Regions from separate parts of the Canis lupus genome. Here region 1 is linked to region 2. A link is a contact called in public Hi-C data. All regions are on one chromosome and are shown on one strand. The core of a region is the stretch at or near the end of the contact, and the rest is flanking DNA. Distances in the headings are between cores, read along the strand shown. Region 1 holds the start of KLF6 (Krueppel-like factor 6). Region 2 has its middle 55 kb from the start of AKR1E2.

Region 1 (3,966 bases), core at 1,036-3,535, 900 kb after region 2:
GTCAGGGAGAGACTCCGATGCTGTCCCAGCAGGTCAGGCCCTGCTTGGTGGGGCTTCTGGACCCTCAAAACACTGGGTCTGTACCCCAACTCCCGGGGTCACCAGCAAGGCGGGCCTGAGGGCTGAGGGGGTGGAGGGGAATACAAAGCCACCCAACCTCCCCGTCCCCCTCCAGGGGGGGTTGGGTGGATCTGGAGTTGGAGGGGAGGGATGGAGGGGACAGAGCGGAGGGGGACTGAGGGACAGAGGAGGATGGACGGGGGACAGAAGAGGATGAGGACAGAGGGGGAATGAGGTAGGAGCAGAGGACAGAGAGGAACAGAGGGGGACAAGGTGGGAGGACAGAAGAGGGTGGGGGACAGAGGAGCATGGAGGGAGATAGTGCAAGATAGGAGAGGTAGAGGAGGGTGGACGGGGGACACAGACGGGTCAGAGGAGACGGAGTCAATCAGAGGACAGAGGATGGACAGGGAATGCAGAAGAGGATGGAGGCAGGGGACGGAGGAGATTGGATGAGGGGCACAGAGGAAGATAGGTGAGGCGGGCAGGGAGGACGGATGAGGGGGGCAGAGGAGGATGGGTGAGGGGGACAGGGGAGGATGGGCGAGGGGGGCAGGGGAGGATGGGCGAGGGGGGCAGGGGAGGATGGGCAAGGGGGGCAGAGGAGGATGGGTGAGGGGGCAGGGAGGACGGATGAGGGAGCAGAAGAGGATGGGTGAGGGGAGTAGAGGAGGATGGGTGGGGGGGCAGGGAGGATGCACGGGGGCGGGGAGGATGGGCGAGGGGGGCAGAGAGGATGGATGACGGGGGCTGAGGAGGATGGGCGAGGGGGACACGGGAGGATGCACGGGAGAGGGGGAAGCCCGAGGAGGATGCACTGGGGGCAGAGGAGGATGGAGGAGGGGGGGCAGGGGAGGATGGGTGAGGGGGGCAGAGGGAATGGGCGAGGGGAGCAGAGGGGATGGGCGAGGGGGTCAGGGGAGGATGCATGGGAGGGGGGAGGCCGAGGAGGATGGGTGAGGGGGGCAGGGAGGACGGGTGAGGGGGGCAGAGGAAGATGGGTGAGGGGAGCAGAGGATGGATGAGGGGGGCCGAGGAGGATGCACGGGGGGGAGGGGGGGCAGAGGATGGGCGAGGGGAGCAGGGAGGATGGGCGAGGGAGGCAGGGGAGGATGCACGGGAGGGGGGAGGCCGAGGAGGATGGGTGAGGGGGGCAGGGAGGACGGGTGAGGGGGGCAGAGGAAGATGGGTGAGGGGAGCAGAGGATGGATGAGGGGGGCCGAGGAGGATGCACGGGGGGGAGGGGGGGCAGAGGATGGGCGAGGGGAGCAGGGAGGATGGGCGAGGGGGTCAGGGGAGGATGCATGGGAGGGGGGAGGCCGAGGAGGATGGGTGAGGGGGGCAGGGAGGACGGGTGAGGGGGGCAGAGGAGGATGGGTGAGGGGAGCAGAGGATGGATGAGGGGGGCCGAGGAGGATGCACGGGGGGGGGGGGGGGGGGGGCAGAGGATGGGCGAGGGGAGCAGGGAGGATGGGCGAGGGAGGCAGGGGAGGATGCACGGGAGGGGGCAGGGGGCACGCACGGGGGGCGGGGCGGGTGCACGGCGGGGGCGGGGGCAGAGGATGCCAGGGCGGAGGCGAGGCCCGGGGCGGCCGCGGGGCGGGGGGACGGAGGGGCGTCCGGGGGCAGGGCCGGGGCTGGGGCCGGGGCCGGGGCCGGGGCGCGGAGGCCCGAGGGCGGCCGGCCGGGCAGCGCGGCGCACGGAGCGGCTCGGCGGGGGCACCGGGACCGGGACCGGGTCCGGGGGGCGGGGCGCGGAGCGTCCCGGGGCCTGGGTGACGCGGCCGGGGAGCGGGGAGCGGGGAGCGGGGGGTCCGGGGTCCGGGGTCCGGGTCCGGGCCCGGGCGCGGGCGGAGGAGCGGCTCGGCCGGTCGGGCGGCCGCGGGCGCACTGAGCCGCTCGGCCCGCACCTCCCAGCGCCGACTCCTCCGGCGCGCGGCGGCCCGCGCCTTATATACCCTGCTAAAAATAGCCTGCGAGGACGCCGTCCAATCAGCGCCGCCTGAAGTTCGAATTGGGCCAATGGCCGGGCGGCTGACGGAGAGGCTCGGTCACGCCAGGCGGGGCCGCTGTGAGTCGCCGCCCGCCATTGGCCGGAGCTGACATCACCGGCGCGCGGCCCCCGGGCCGGGCGCAGCGTGATTGGGCGGCGCGCGGGGCGGGCATGGGCGAGTCACGTGGGGGGAGGGAGTGGGGGGAGCCGGGCGGGGAGGAGGGGGGAGGCTGGCAGCGGAGCTTTGAATAGGGAAGTTTTGCAGGGGTTACGTTTGCAGTCAGTCCGGTGTTTGCAAATATTGTGTGGGCTCGCGAGCGCGTCTCCGGGCTCCGGCAGGATCCGAACCCGCGGCGCCTCACTGCTGCGCGCTGAGTTTGCATGAAACTTTCCCCGGCGCTGCAGGCACGGCCGCTGCGCTCCCGGCTCCAGCCCGCACAGCTCCCTGCGTTCTCGGCGGCGGCGGGGACTGCCTCTTCCAGCCCGACATGGACGTACTGCCCATGTGCAGCATCTTCCAGGAGCTGCAGATCGTGCACGAGACCGGCTACTTCTCGGCGCTGCCCTCCCTGGAGGAGTACTGGCAACAGGTAAGCCGCGCTCGCGGGGCCAGGTGCCCGGGCCGCCAGCACCGTGCAAGCCCGCGCGGGCTGGATGCTCGGCGCTCCGGCGTGCGCGCTCCTCCTCCTCCTCCTCCTTCTCTTATTTTTCTTTTTTTTTGTTTGTTTGTTTTTTTTTTGTGTTTTTTGTTTTTTTTGTTTTTTGTTTTGGATGGTTTGCGTACATTTTGTTAAAAATAAAAAAAATAAAATAAATACATAAAATCCTGAGCCTGAGAACGAGCCTGTGCTGCGTGCGTGCGGGAGGCACCTGCGAGGAGCCGGGGACGGCGCGGAGCAGGGCTGTCACCGGAGCGCGGCGCGGCGGCCGGGGCCCGGGCTGCAGGGGCGCAGCCTCGGGAGGGCAGCCCCGGGCTCGCGGCTTCTGCCCTGGGCAGCCCTGGGCAGAACTTTGCTGCTCCCAGCAGCTCCACTCTCCGCCGCTGGAGCTGCTCCTGGGAGCCGCCGTACAGTGCCAAGGGTTTGTTGTTGCCTTTTTTTTTTTTTTTTCCGAAATGGAGAAATCGTTTGTGTTTTGCTTTTTTTTTTTTTTTTTTATGTTTGTACTGACAGTTTTTGTCCCCCCCCCCCCCAATTAAAAATGTCACCAGTGAAATCTTTCCACCAGCTCGTTGTCCCTCCTGGGCCATTTCCAGTTTCTCCTTCCTCTTTGGAAATCCTTAAGATGTGTTTCGATCTGCCTTGTTTTTCTTTACCTGCGTCTTTTGTTGACCAGAAAGAGAGAGGAGGAAAAAAAAAAAAAAAGCCAACAATGTTTGCACAACCAGTGACTTCTCAGTCATATGACAATGAGCCGGTCCAAATTGCTTTAAGTCTGAGTTTGAGGAGAAGAGTCTCGGTTTCCGGCATGTTTTTTTTTTCCTGTTTTTTTCTTTTCTTTCTTTTTTTTTTCTTTTTCTTTTTCTTTTTCTTTTTCTTTTTTTTTAGTGGAACTGGAGTTTTTTGACATTGGACATTTAGGAAAGTTAACCTCTTCTCCCCCCCCACCTCCTCCCACTCCCCCAATTCGTGAGGATTGCCTGAAGGGAGAAGAGAGATTGTGACACTTGTCCCATTGTCTTTAAAAAGATAGAAGGAGGGGTCGGGGCTGTCTCCGTGCCCTGCCTGGCTGTTTGCTTTTTGTCACAAAGTGAATTAGCAGATCAAACATATTCTGTGCGTTTCAAAGCCTAGAAAGCTTTTAAAAGGGATGAAATGCAAAGTGTTGCAACCTTCACATGCCTGCTTAATTGTTCCAAGCCCGATCCTGCCTTCCTCTCCCCTCCCCCCCCCTTCCTCCTAAAGAAGCTGCTC
Region 2 (4,128 bases), core at 1,067-3,566:
ATGAATAAAATAGGGCTCTGGGAAGTGTGGTGTCTGGCGGACAGAGCATCTTTGAGCATCTTCGAGTGTGGATACCTTCCTCGTCAACCTGCTGCAGCCCAGGAGGCAGGGCCTAGATTTTTGCCTCTATTTTGAGAAAACACCTCCACTGGTCTTCCCCCTTCTTCACAGGGGAATCCAGCTCAGGAAGCCTTGTTTCGTGGGCGGGGCAGATGCTCACAGAAGGTTCCAGGTTTCCTGGACAGAAGGGGATTGAGACCCACCCCGACAGCCAGAATTGCCCAAAACATTAATGATCCCGGAATCCCGCTTGCACAGACCCCCTCCAGAACCTTGAAGAAGCTCCACCAGTGTTCCCCCCCCGCCGCCGCCCCAGCAATAGGTTTTATCAAAATTTGCAAACGTGAAAGGCCACTGTCTCTTTCCATTCTGCTGCCCCCTCCCCGCTTACGCTTACTTCTCCCAGTGGACACACCACGGAGAGTTGGGGGATGTGGCTAAGGGGAAAGTGAGTCAGGGATTCCTTTAGCTTGGGCTTAGTGAGAAGTATTTACATAATCTGGTCATTTTCTAGCATTTCCATGGGGAAACAGCTGTCAGGAGTGTCTTTCTCAAGAATGTGAAACCCATTCCTCTATAATACAACCATCAGCAGGGATGGGGCCTGGCTCCCAGTCTCGAGGGGAGGGGGGATGGAGCCCCCAGCCTTGGTAATCACCAGCTAGCAGACATGATGCCCCAACTGCCTATGCACTGGCCCATCCCATCCGACTTTTCACTTCTGGGACCCAACTAAGCTCCGCGTACCCATCCTTGCCCCCTCAACCTCTCTCCGAAACGCCCAGTAGCCTCTGTACTAGTCAAAGTGGAGTTCAGCCTTCCCCAGACCCCCTTCCCTCCTGTGGTGGTGAATTGTCTCTGCCAGGTTAGCACTCACCTTTGTCTCTGTAAGTCCACAGCTGTGCGGCCAGGCATCTTGTCTCCATAGAGTCTCATGGCCCCAGATTGCATCAGCTGGCCCAGGCTGCTATAATAAAGATGCCACAGACTTGGGGGGCTTAAGCGACCAACACTGATTTCCCACAGCTCTGGAGCCTGGGAGTCTGAGATCAACATGTCCTCTGGGTGTCAGAGAGCCGCGTTCTCTTTGTGTCTTCTGGAATGTGGCCACCTCTCTGTGTCTCTTCTTATAAGGGCAATGGTCTCCCTCATACAGGCTGCGTTTCCCCAAGGCCCTACCTCTAAATACCATCACATTGTGATTCAGACTTCAACATACAAATTTGAGGAAGACACATTCAGTCCATAGCAGAGACCAAGTAGCACGCACAGAAAATGTCCTATTAAACACTGTCCTATTCAAACAAGTGTCCCTGTGACATTGTGTGAATCCAAGAGCAACCTGATTACATGATATAACCTCAGGAGGACATTTGGTTTGCTTTGATGGATGCCATAATCTTGGATCCTTTTTCTTTTTTCCAGAGTTCTCAAATGTCACACATGATGGAAAATAAGTGCTGTTAATGCAGACTGTTTATGATTACTCACTACACAAGGATATTTGGAATACTCTGAAATCCTGCAGCTCAGATGAGCAATAACCTCGACAAAGATTTCCTTGAATTTGGTGAGAATCCTAAAAATTTATGCAAAATTATCAACAATGAATTATGAAAATGACGTGAGCTGCTCGAAACCTTCAATAACAAACACTCAGACTCTGACCTGCCTAGCTACAGAACAAAATGGAATTAATATTATTATTTTTTTATATATAAAAGTTATGCTACAAAAGTATTTCCAGAGGCAGAGATGGTCAAAGACACTATGGTCAAAAATGCAGGTAAAAGCATCATAGAGGTTGGGCAGCTAATTAATGAAAGAATCTTTTTTTTCTAGATGTGATGTTTGTGGCATTTTCAGCTTTTAAAAAATCTTGTCATTTATGCAGATGTGTATTTCATTTCAAACAAATATGCAATGCTTGTACATATTTTTGTATTTTTCTTAAAGAAGGTCCTTGGGTTTGTGAGTTCGAAGCCCACGTTGGATGTAGAGGTTACTTAAAAATAAAATCTTAAAGAAGAAAGAAAGAAGGAAAGAAGGTCTTGTTGAAAAGGGTACGTTTGACCCAATGATCTGGTCCTGGCCCCTGACCTTAGTTATTGGCCTGGAGAAGAGATTCTTCAAGGAGAGCAAACCTGAGAAGGTCCAGAACAGCCACCCTGTCCTGGGAGTGGGAGACCCAGGGAGATGGTGGCGGGTGCCTGCCTGTGAACTAGACGCGTGTTCTGAGGAAGCCGTAGCCCTGGGGCCCTGGGAGCCCATGTGGCCTGGGAGGGAGCAGATTCAGTAAAGGAAGGACTGCAGTCCCTGCTCCAGGGAAAGCAGGGGGATCGGCAGGACCCAGAACTAAGACCTAGGATGTCTAAAATGACCATACTTTCCTGAGCCTGGAGGGGGTGTGAACACGGACACTTCTGGCTCTGGGCAGACTCTACATGAGAATTTTTAAAAAAGATATTTGTTTTTTTTTTTTCCAGAGCAGTTTTAGGTTTTGCAAAAAAAAATCAAGAGGCGAGTACAGAGATTTCCCATATACCCTCTGGACCCCCTACCACACACACACAATAGGCTCCCCACAACCAATATCCTTCACCAGAGTGGTACTTTTTAATTTAATTAAAAATAATTTTTAACCAAGGATGAACCTACGTCAACACTTTTTTTTTCTTTTAAGTTTACAATGAAAATTCTAAAGTTGATCCAAAGGCTCAGTAATGAATGAGCCACGTATTGTCTACCCTTCACTTTCCTTTCTTGTCCAGAACTTTCTCAGCCCAAAGCATCATCTGCAAGAACCAAAAACAATCTTATCTTCCTATTAGGGTGTGTACTTTGTTTACAACGAATTTGTCTTATTTCCTGCTTCCTGTAGATGGAGCTAAATCCTCAAGCATGTGTCTTCAGGTCTTCGAAATTCCCAGGAAGGAAATCCTCGGGAGACCATATCAATTTCTGCTGTTACTAAGGACAGCTACAGTGCGCAGGACTCGGTGCTAAAGAAAAACACATTTTTGAGATGCAAAGGCCTGTTTCTGTCTCCTCCTCCTTGCAGGAAACCAGCTTTAAAAGGCAATCGACAGCAATGCTGTTGCTGCTTTGTGTTTTGTCTAAGGTCATGTCTAACTTCTTTTGTGTTTTGTTAAAAATTAAGCTGTGCCACTGCCCATTATCCATTGTCCCTTTTCACGGGTGTTTCCTGTGTCCTGGTCTTGTCCTTTGCTCTGAATGACCGAATGGCCACGTGAAACCGGTTGTAATGAGCTCTCACTATTTCTCTTGGTTGTTTAATAAACACTGCTTATCTGTGGGCAGGGAGATGCACTTTATTACTTCCCCATATGGTTTCTAAGGCACAGGAGAACACAGTGGGGCAGGCCAACAGGAAACCTAAAAAAAGAAACAGAAAAAAACAATGTTTTAAAGAATCTGATCGAGTCCATACCAAGTCCTATGTACTGTAGCACTGTATTTGTTTATTGATTCCAAAACCAGACAGAGAAATTCCAAACTTTAAAAAGAAAAGAAAAAGCCAAGTAATATTTTAAGGACTTTATTAGGAAATATTATTAAGTGGGAATTTGCCTGTGTAAATTTATCCACTGGGGTAGTGAGTACATTTTACTTCTCGAAGAAAAACAGAAGTTGTCAAAAAGTTAGTGTTTTTCTACTCTTTCCTATTAGCTCCCAATTACATAGCTGGTACAAGTCACGGGCAGAATAAAAAACAAAGCGATGATTTTAACTGTGGCCTGAAATATTATCTTGAGCTTAAGACATCAGAATTATTTTCAGGTTTAGGAAAGAAGAAATTCTGGCAGCAAAGTAAATTTCATACTCCATGTTTCTAAGCTGAGTATTAGAAACTTGAGCAGTCTTATGTGCGTTTTACTTTTCTAAAGCTGGGCATTTTCAATAATCAACTATTATTGGATATTTGGATTAGTAAGTGGATTTGCAAATTGGGTTAATTTCATTAATATGCGAATTTTAATTTTATGTTCTAAATACTTCTCAAAATACTGGAATAATCAATTTCACATATTAGTTTGCATTCGGATG

Evidence for each region. A called contact is a pair of places that touch in the nucleus more often than the background predicts.
Region 1: a contact with region 2 is called in a Hi-C map of skin fibroblasts, with 5 times the contacts expected there. The contact joins the promoter of KLF6 here to the enhancer-like site in region 2. A contact is called at or near these places in 2 of 9 Hi-C or Micro-C datasets (amygdala and skin fibroblasts).

Annotation. Positions count from the first base shown.
Region 1 is chr2:30,686,614-30,690,579 of UU_Cfam_GSD_1.0, forward strand. It overlaps KLF6 (Krueppel-like factor 6), which reads left to right and starts at 2,286. Exons shown (of 4, transcript XM_038530210.1): 1 at 2,286-2,643. The coding sequence starts at 2,542.
Region 2 is chr2:29,790,600-29,794,727 of UU_Cfam_GSD_1.0, forward strand. No RefSeq gene overlaps it. Among named protein-coding and RNA genes, the nearest start is that of AKR1E2, 55 kb to the left of the region's middle. Within about 2 kb of position 2,317, at least 3 of the 20 cell types and tissues checked have an H3K27ac peak or open chromatin away from gene starts, as enhancers often do.